Linked DNA regions of Mus musculus: region 1 is linked to region 2. Evidence: chromatin contacts called from public promoter capture Hi-C data. All regions are on one chromosome and are shown on one strand. Each heading gives the region's core, a stretch centred on a gene start, on an enhancer-like site or on the middle of the called end of the contact. The rest is flanking DNA. Distances are from core to core; before and after follow the strand shown. Region 1 overlaps Mprip (myosin phosphatase Rho interacting protein). Region 2 has its middle 16 kb from the start of Nlrp3.

The links. Capture Hi-C pulls out chosen DNA fragments and counts their contacts.
Region 1: a contact with region 2 is called in a promoter capture Hi-C map of adipose tissue. The contact joins two enhancer-like sites. A contact is called at or near these places in 4 of 39 promoter capture datasets (the C10 cell line, cranial neural crest, embryonic stem cells and 1 more), 1 of 15 datasets of contacts at CTCF or cohesin (the NIH/3T3 cell line), 11 of 484 Hi-C or Micro-C datasets (the AML12 cell line, ECoMG-derived neutrophils, the N1E-115 cell line and 7 more), 5 of 115 datasets of contacts at active chromatin or transcription factors (T-cell acute lymphoblastic leukemia, extraembryonic endoderm stem cells, large pre-B cells and 1 more) and 3 of 9 other capture datasets (adipose tissue, liver and pancreatic islet).

What each region holds. Positions count from the first base shown.
Region 1 is chr11:59,725,255-59,728,826 of GRCm38.p6, forward strand. Mprip (myosin phosphatase Rho interacting protein) reads left to right here. Exons shown (of 24, transcript NM_001368931.1): 4 at 2,298-2,449. 1700007J10Rik (RIKEN cDNA 1700007J10 gene) reads right to left here. Exons shown (of 6, transcript NR_045476.1): 6 at 663-868. Among named protein-coding and RNA genes, the nearest start is that of 1700007J10Rik, 13 kb to the right of the region's middle. Within about 2 kb of position 2,092, at least 5 of the 459 cell types and tissues checked have an H3K27ac peak or open chromatin away from gene starts, as enhancers often do. A contact at or near this core is called in adipose tissue, where this site is marked.
Region 2 is chr11:59,525,087-59,528,712 of GRCm38.p6, forward strand. No RefSeq gene overlaps it. Among named protein-coding and RNA genes, the nearest start is that of Nlrp3, 16 kb to the right of the region's middle. Within about 2 kb of position 1,830, at least 60 of the 459 cell types and tissues checked have an H3K27ac peak or open chromatin away from gene starts, as enhancers often do. A contact at or near this core is called in adipose tissue, where this site is marked.

The DNA of each region.
Region 1 (3,572 bases), core at 842-3,341, 200 kb after region 2:
GAGTGGCTTGGGCTCTAGTTACCCCTTCCTTTTGTGAGGTTTCCTGATTGTTGATTCCTGAGTGTGTGGTAGGGTCCAGTAATGCCTCCTGGTTAGCACGGGGCCAGTGGGGGCATCAAAAGCACCACTCAAAAGGGAGTGTTAATTTCTTTCTGTCCCGGCTTAGTTTGTCTTTCTGGTTTTGTTTTTTGAGAGACTGTCTCTATCTAGCCCTGGCTAGCTTGGTTGGCCTCACTTTCAGAAGGCCTCCTTACTTTACTTCCCAAGTTCTGGGATTGTAGGTATTCACCAACATACATGCCTGGCTGTCTTTGCCTTTTATTGACCATTCTGAAACCCTTTCTAAAGGAAGTAGAGCTGAGGTCAGGGAGGTAGAGAGGTTGAAGGCTGAGGCCATGGCTATACTCAGCTGTAAGACTGCATCTTTGGCTCATTGTCCAGATTTTAGTACTGACTGTTGCTGTGCAAAATGGAGGAGTTGGGCTGTAGGGACCTGAACAGTTTGGTGACATTGAATCCTTGAACATCCTGGTGGCCAATCCCTTGAGAAGAAAATAACCAGGAATTTTGTTGCTATGTTTTATCATCTCTACTTAACATCTTTTTGTATGATATAGTGTCATAGTTCATAATCTATTCACATAGGTCTGAAATCCATCATGGCCATTGTCAGTGTTTTAATCCCAAGGACTGGGAAAGAGTTCCAGCAGTAGAGAAGAAGAGGCATCCTTTGCAGTTCCTTTCATCTGGTCACTACTGGCTGTCGGCACAGCTTCTGTCACTCAGTTCTCACAATCCTCATAGCGATAGTTTTCTGTCTCAGAAATACGATGTGTCTTGTCCATGGGTGAATGAAGAACACTTGTTTCTGTATAGGAAAGGACAGTTTACCCAAAGCAGGTTTAGGAGACTGCTAGAGAGGGCCTGTAATTAAGACTCAAGTGGAATAGAAGGGACTGGCATTGGAAAGAAGAGGTAAGGAAAATTAGGACCCTGTCCTGGGCTTCCTGATCCAGAAAGTGAGCAGGATTTGGATCTAGGCAAGATGGGGCATTAGACTACTGTCTCTGTCCACTGCTCCCTGAAAAGACCTGCTGCTCAGTTGCAGAACTGCCTATGCTACAAGGCTATGCTGGACCCTCATGGTACCCTCCCCAGGGTGTGTGCTCTTGAGCTCTGAGGCTCACCAGAAAGTCTTGTGATCCAGCTTTCAGCCATGGGGAAGGAAGCATGGGCCTTGTGTGGATGAGAGCTCTGCTATCCTGGGGCTGCCTCATCCCACCCCCAACAAACTCTCTGAAATTTTCGTCATCAAGCAAGTTAGAACTCTTCGACCAGCCTGATGACTTTAATTGGAAAGGGACTGCAAAAGATTTGTCTAACAGGCACTTGACAGATGAAGCCCATGGGATAATGATTCTGAGCTCAGGGTGGGTACCAGGCCTCATACCCTGCTCTCAGACAAGGGTACTCTCAGTCTGGTTAGCAAGATGGTGATAAAAATGGGTCTGTAGAACTACAGAGGGAGGCAGGCCAACCACAAGTGTCCAACTGCTGCTCTAAGCATTTAGTGCTAAGAAAGGAAGCCCACCAAGTAGTAGACCTTGGATAGTTTGGTGAGAAGTTGCTGTCTGCCCCAAAGTCCACCCACCTGTGGCTTCTGGAGCAGGCTATGCTAGTGTTTCCCAGTGTGAAGCAACTGGCATGATAGGATACATTGCAGCCAGTCTGCCTTCCCAGAGTATATGTGTTAAAACATTCCAGTGTCTTAAATGGTGTGTATATATTATATCCATGTGTGCATGTATGTTGACCTTTGCCCTCCAAGAAGTCTCAGCAGGATTCCTTAAAGCCCAGACAGGTATGGGTGAGCCTTTGGGTCTGTCTCCCAATCTTAGAGCTAGTGCTCAAAGATGTGGCTCTATTTACCTACCTCCTTACGTGTTTTTTTGTTTGTTTGTTTGTTTTTTTTTTTTCTATTTTGAATCTACTATTCCCGAAGCTTTTCCTCACTGATCTGAGACTAGGATCTTGGCTGCCTGCTCTCCCTAGCATTCCTCACTGAGCACTGTCCTGACCCCTCCTGCGGTGCAAGCCAGGACACTGTTCTCCATGTAGAAAATAAAGTCCAGAGGGTGTGTCCTCTACATAAGTCCAGCTTGGCTTGCCCCACCGTGGATGGGTGGGTAGGAAGTGGTGCTGTGAAGGCTGAGGACTGAAGGCAAGGGGTGGGTCCTGCTGGTGGCTGTGGGACCTGACACACCACCCCTTTTGAGTGACTTGTTTTGTCCTTGCAGCCCACCACCCTCCCTCAGGGCACCATCAACATGAACCAGTGCACAGATGTGGTGGATGGGGAGGCCCGCACAGGGCAGAAGTTCTCCCTCTGCATCCTGACACCTGACAAGGAACATTTTATCAGGGCAGAAACCAAGGAGATCATCAGTGGGTAAGTTGGCCAGAGCCACAGGAGGCACTGTCTGTTTGCTCACCCATTTCTGGGGACTCCAGGGCTTCTAGGTCTTCCTTGGAACTCTTCACTGATTGGTCGTCCTCCCACCCCACACCTCATCCTCACCCTGTGCCTCCTTGGCACTCAGCACACAGTGCTGCTCCTGCCTTCCCCTCAAGTAAAATAAGCCCTCTTTTCTAGGCTGTGTATCAGGCAGCCTGCGTGGCGGCCCCTTTGAGAAACGTCCCGTGTAGCACCAAAGCCTCCAGGTGATTCACATGCATGTATTTTCGGTCCTCAGTGATTAACCCCATTCATTCTCTACGGCTGGAAGAGGGCAGGTGTGTCATCAAGGCTCTGTCTGAGGTTGAGGGGTATAGGCTGTGTATAGCACAGGGTAGAGGGAAGTAAGGACATGAAGCCATCTGGTTTAAGCAAGTACAAGGCCATTGGGAGCATTGTCTTTTTCTAGCATCCTTTAGTTGCATCTCTAGTGTTGCTTTTCAGGAAACCAGACTATACTGGCCAAGAGATAACATTTGGTAGGTGACTGAGAATTCTCCTTTCTAGGTTCCTAGAACAACCTGAAGGAGTACTTTGTGTGTCTTCCTGACCTTAACCCAGAACCCAAGATTTAAGAGTTTCCAGGGCTTCTAATGAACCCATCCTCTATACCAAGCAATCTGACGGTCAAGAGTAAGGGAGCAGTCAGGTGTGAGTGATCATCTGTACTTCTGACTGCAGCTGGTGCTACCTGGTCTAATATAGCACACATTTCCCAAGTGGATCTTCCTAGAGAGCCTCATCCTCCTAGACTTGGATCTAGGAGAGGGCCTGAATGGCAGATGGGACTGAAAAGGTAGTCAGAGGTCTCTAGGACAAGCAGGGAGTATCTGAAACTGGGTTGATGATGCCATGTGGCTCAGAGAGATGATGTTTAGCATCTGACTGATTGGTCCTTTGACAACTACCTTGGGGTCCTGGCTCTGCTCTTGAGCCTCTCTCCTAGGTTACTTCTCTGTCATCTGTTCTGTCAGCATACCATGGAGGCCTGCTAGATAGACATGGTTATTAATTAACTGACCAAGTTACCAGAGGCATATAACTTCAAAATCCTGTA
Region 2 (3,626 bases), core at 580-3,079:
CAAACTATCCTGGAGCAGGCTGGTTCCGGAGGAAGAGTGAGACATAAGCACATCTAACCCTTAGGGTTCAGAGGAGCAGAACTTGGTTGGCTTCCTTGGATACCGCAGAGGACATCTGGCTTTAAGAGAACTGCTATCTTGCATTTGAGAGCTCAAGATCATTCCAGCCCTAGACGACTAAAAGATGCAAATTTCGGGGTCCCGTTAGGAGTATTCCCCAGGGAGTCAGAAAAATCACAGAGGCATAGCAGAATCCAGCCGTAGGCAGTTCTTGGCAGTTCTATTCGTGACCAGCAGAGAGCAGCAAAGACAGCTCCTAGGCTACTTCCACTGTTTTTTAAAAAAAAAAAAGTCGAATGTTGTGCTGAGCAGGAACCATATCCATGCTGTTCCAAAAGAGGGCGCTGTAGAGACAGGCTTCCTGCACCACCGGTGCGGGCCTCGCAGGCAATAAGTGCTCCTCTGAGCTGTGGGAGCCACATTTATGAATTTTCAAGCTTGAGATTGGAGAATTGTTAGAAAGCTTGACTTTGTAACCAGTTGGCTAGAAGCGGCAGCCAAGGACCTTAGAGTGATACCTAAACCCAGGACGTTATGTGAGGCTGAATCTTAGCCTGTGGCTGATCTAGAACGCTCTCTGTAACTCTGAACTCTCCCTACAGCCTCCACTCTCCACATGCTGGGATAAACCGCCTTACACCACCACATTTGGCAGCCTGTGGGATTTGATGCCAATTCCAGGTGGATAATAGGTTAGCATTTGAGTTCCAACCAAATTTTGACCCTCTCCGTTCTCCCTGAAGCTACCTGCCCATTTCATTCACACTCTGAGGATATCTCCGTTATATAAAAGTGCTTAGTTGCTTTTCCCTAAACAGAGAAGCAGCCAGACCCGAACAACACAGGAAGGGCAGGAAGTGATGGCGAACGCCTTTAATCCCAGCACTGAGGAGGCAGAGGCAGGCAGATCTCTGAGTTTAAGGCCAGCCTGGTCGACAAAGAGAGTTCTAGGACAGCAAGGGTACACAGAGAAACCCTGTTTCTAAAAACCAAGGCAGGTCAGGGGACAGACAACCCACTATGTGGAGCAGGAGGATATCTGACCCTCTCTTCACCTTTGGGAAGAAACTTCACATAACTTGATCACAAAGGTAACATCTCTAGGATCGAGGCTAATTCAGTGAGCTCAGAATATGGAAACTCTGAGTCTTCCAAGTGCTGGGATTAAAGTGGGATTAAAGAGCCACCACCGCCCACCTTAATAGAAGTAAATTTATGTGGTAAATTAAGAACCTAAGTGCCAAGCAAGCCCTCACCCACACAATTACCAGCTCTCTCTAGCATTTCATCCTTTGCTTTTTCCTGGAAACCTCAGTCAGATCACACGGTCTTGTTGCCTGCGCTTACCTTTTATTGTCTGGTGCTCCCTGGGCTGTGGCTTCACACTCTCCTCCGCTTCTCAGTTTTCTGTTCTCTCCATCTGGGGATGGCGATGGAGGGCAGACAGTCCTAACATCCATGATAACCAGCGGGAGCAAACAGACAGCAGGAGCTTTCTGTGGACCCAAGTGGTGAGATCCGTCCTCTCTCCAGCGCAGCCATGTGGAAAGCACGGGGATTGCAGATGGGGCAAGCTGGGCCAGGTTATGCTTAGGAGAGGGAAGAGAAGAGGGAGGGAGGGAGGGAGGGAGGGAGGGAGGGAGGGAGGGAGGGAGGGAGGGAGGGAGGGAGGGAGAGGAGGAGGGAACACAGCAGCTTAGCTGGAGCAGTAGCAGAAGTGCAGAGCAGTCAGGAAAAGCATTGCAACAGCAGGTTGAGACCAGTTCCTTTTTTTTTTCTTCCTCCTGGTTTAAGAATCTCAGTTCATTAAAAGGGAAGTGGTAACATACTGTGACATGTAGTGTTTTAAATGCTACATCCACTAAACCCTTTTTAAAACTTGAAACTCAGTGCAAAGATTTTTTTATTGGTATATAAATTGTAAGTAACAATGGGTTTATCTGTGACATTTCCATATGTGCACATAGCATATATTGGTCATGCTGCCTGCTCTCTCCCACAGACTCCTTTCCTCTCAGCTACTATGGGTGTGTGCCCCCGTGAGTCTCCTTAGGGCTCTTCAGCAGTACTTGTACCTTACTTGTGGCTACAGCACTAAAGAAAATGTCTCACTCTTCCATCAGGCACTATGGGTATAAATCCTCAGGCTATACAACACATTTGTTTCTTGTGTACCCAGAAAAGGCACAGGGCAATTGTTCTCACCATGTGGGTCTCGAGCCCTTTGGTAAGCCTCTGTCTCCAAAAATATTTACATTACATTTCATCAAAAAAAAAAAAACAGTAGCAAAATTACAGTTATGACGTAGCAGCGAAAGTAATTTTTTGGTTGGTGGGGGGGGGGGTCACCACAACATGAGGAACAGTGTTAAAGGGTCATAGCATCAGGAAGGGTGGGAACCACTGATGTAGGGGAAGCATTTGACTGAGGCACAACTTAACTGATCTCATTATGTTTTTGGTTTTTCAGTCTTTTGAGCTGTGGCTCCCAGGTCATTCCTCTCATCTTCATTTCCACCCTCCTCACTCTGGGACATTTCGACATTACACCGTGAGGAGTCAGAGTGACAGCTGTTATTAAAGGTGAAGAATCCTGAGCCCAGTTGAAAGATCAAGGGAGACTTTACTCAGGACCACTGACAGCTGGGAGGGAGCTAGTGAGTGCGACAGTAATCCAACAGGACAAGCAGACGTTTACATATACAAGATGGGGGTCAGTGAGTGGAGAGTTAACTGTGCGAGCACATGTGTGTGTACGTGCATGTGTACCTGTGCAAGGGTGTGTGTGTACATGTGTGTGTGTGTATGGGTGTGCATGTGCACCTGTGCAAGGGTGTGTGTGTACGTGTGTGTGTGTGTGTGTGTGTGTGTGTGTGTGTGTGTGTGTGTGTATGGGTGTGCATGTGCACCTGTGCTTGAGAGAGAGTGTGTGTGTGTGTATGGGTGTGCATGTGCACCTGTGCGAGGGCAGGCATGTGTGCACATGTGCATTGGACACTCTGAGAGTGTAGCTCAGTGTGGGAGGGGGTAGCAGGCAGGAAGGCCTTGATTCTGTCATGGGTACCCACCACTAAGAGGAGACAGCAGGGGTCACAAAGACACTTTGTTTGACCAAGTTTTAGTCAGGCTTTTCCCCTTATTTTTATTCTAATTCTAGGATCAAATCCAGGGCCTCATGCAAGCTGGGCAAGTGGTCTCCCTCTCCCTCTCCCTCTCCACCTCACCTCCCCCTCCCCCCTCCCCTTCCTCTTCTTTCCCCCTCCCTTTCCCCCTCCCCCTTCTCCTCCTCCTTCTTTTTTCCAGTTTTTTTTGAGACAGGATTTCTCTGTATAACCCTGGCTGTCCTGGAACTCACTCTGTAGACCAGGCTGGCCTCAAATTCAGAAATCTGCCTGCCTATGCCTCCCAAGTGCGGGATTAAAGGCGTGTGCCACCACTGCCTGGCAAGCCGTCTACTTCTGAATCATAGCCATGGTCCCAGTCAGACTTCTTTCTTCTAATCCTATCTGAGTGCTTCCTTATAAACTCTACTTTTAGGTAAGAATCTTGCCAAGTCAGTTTAGTAA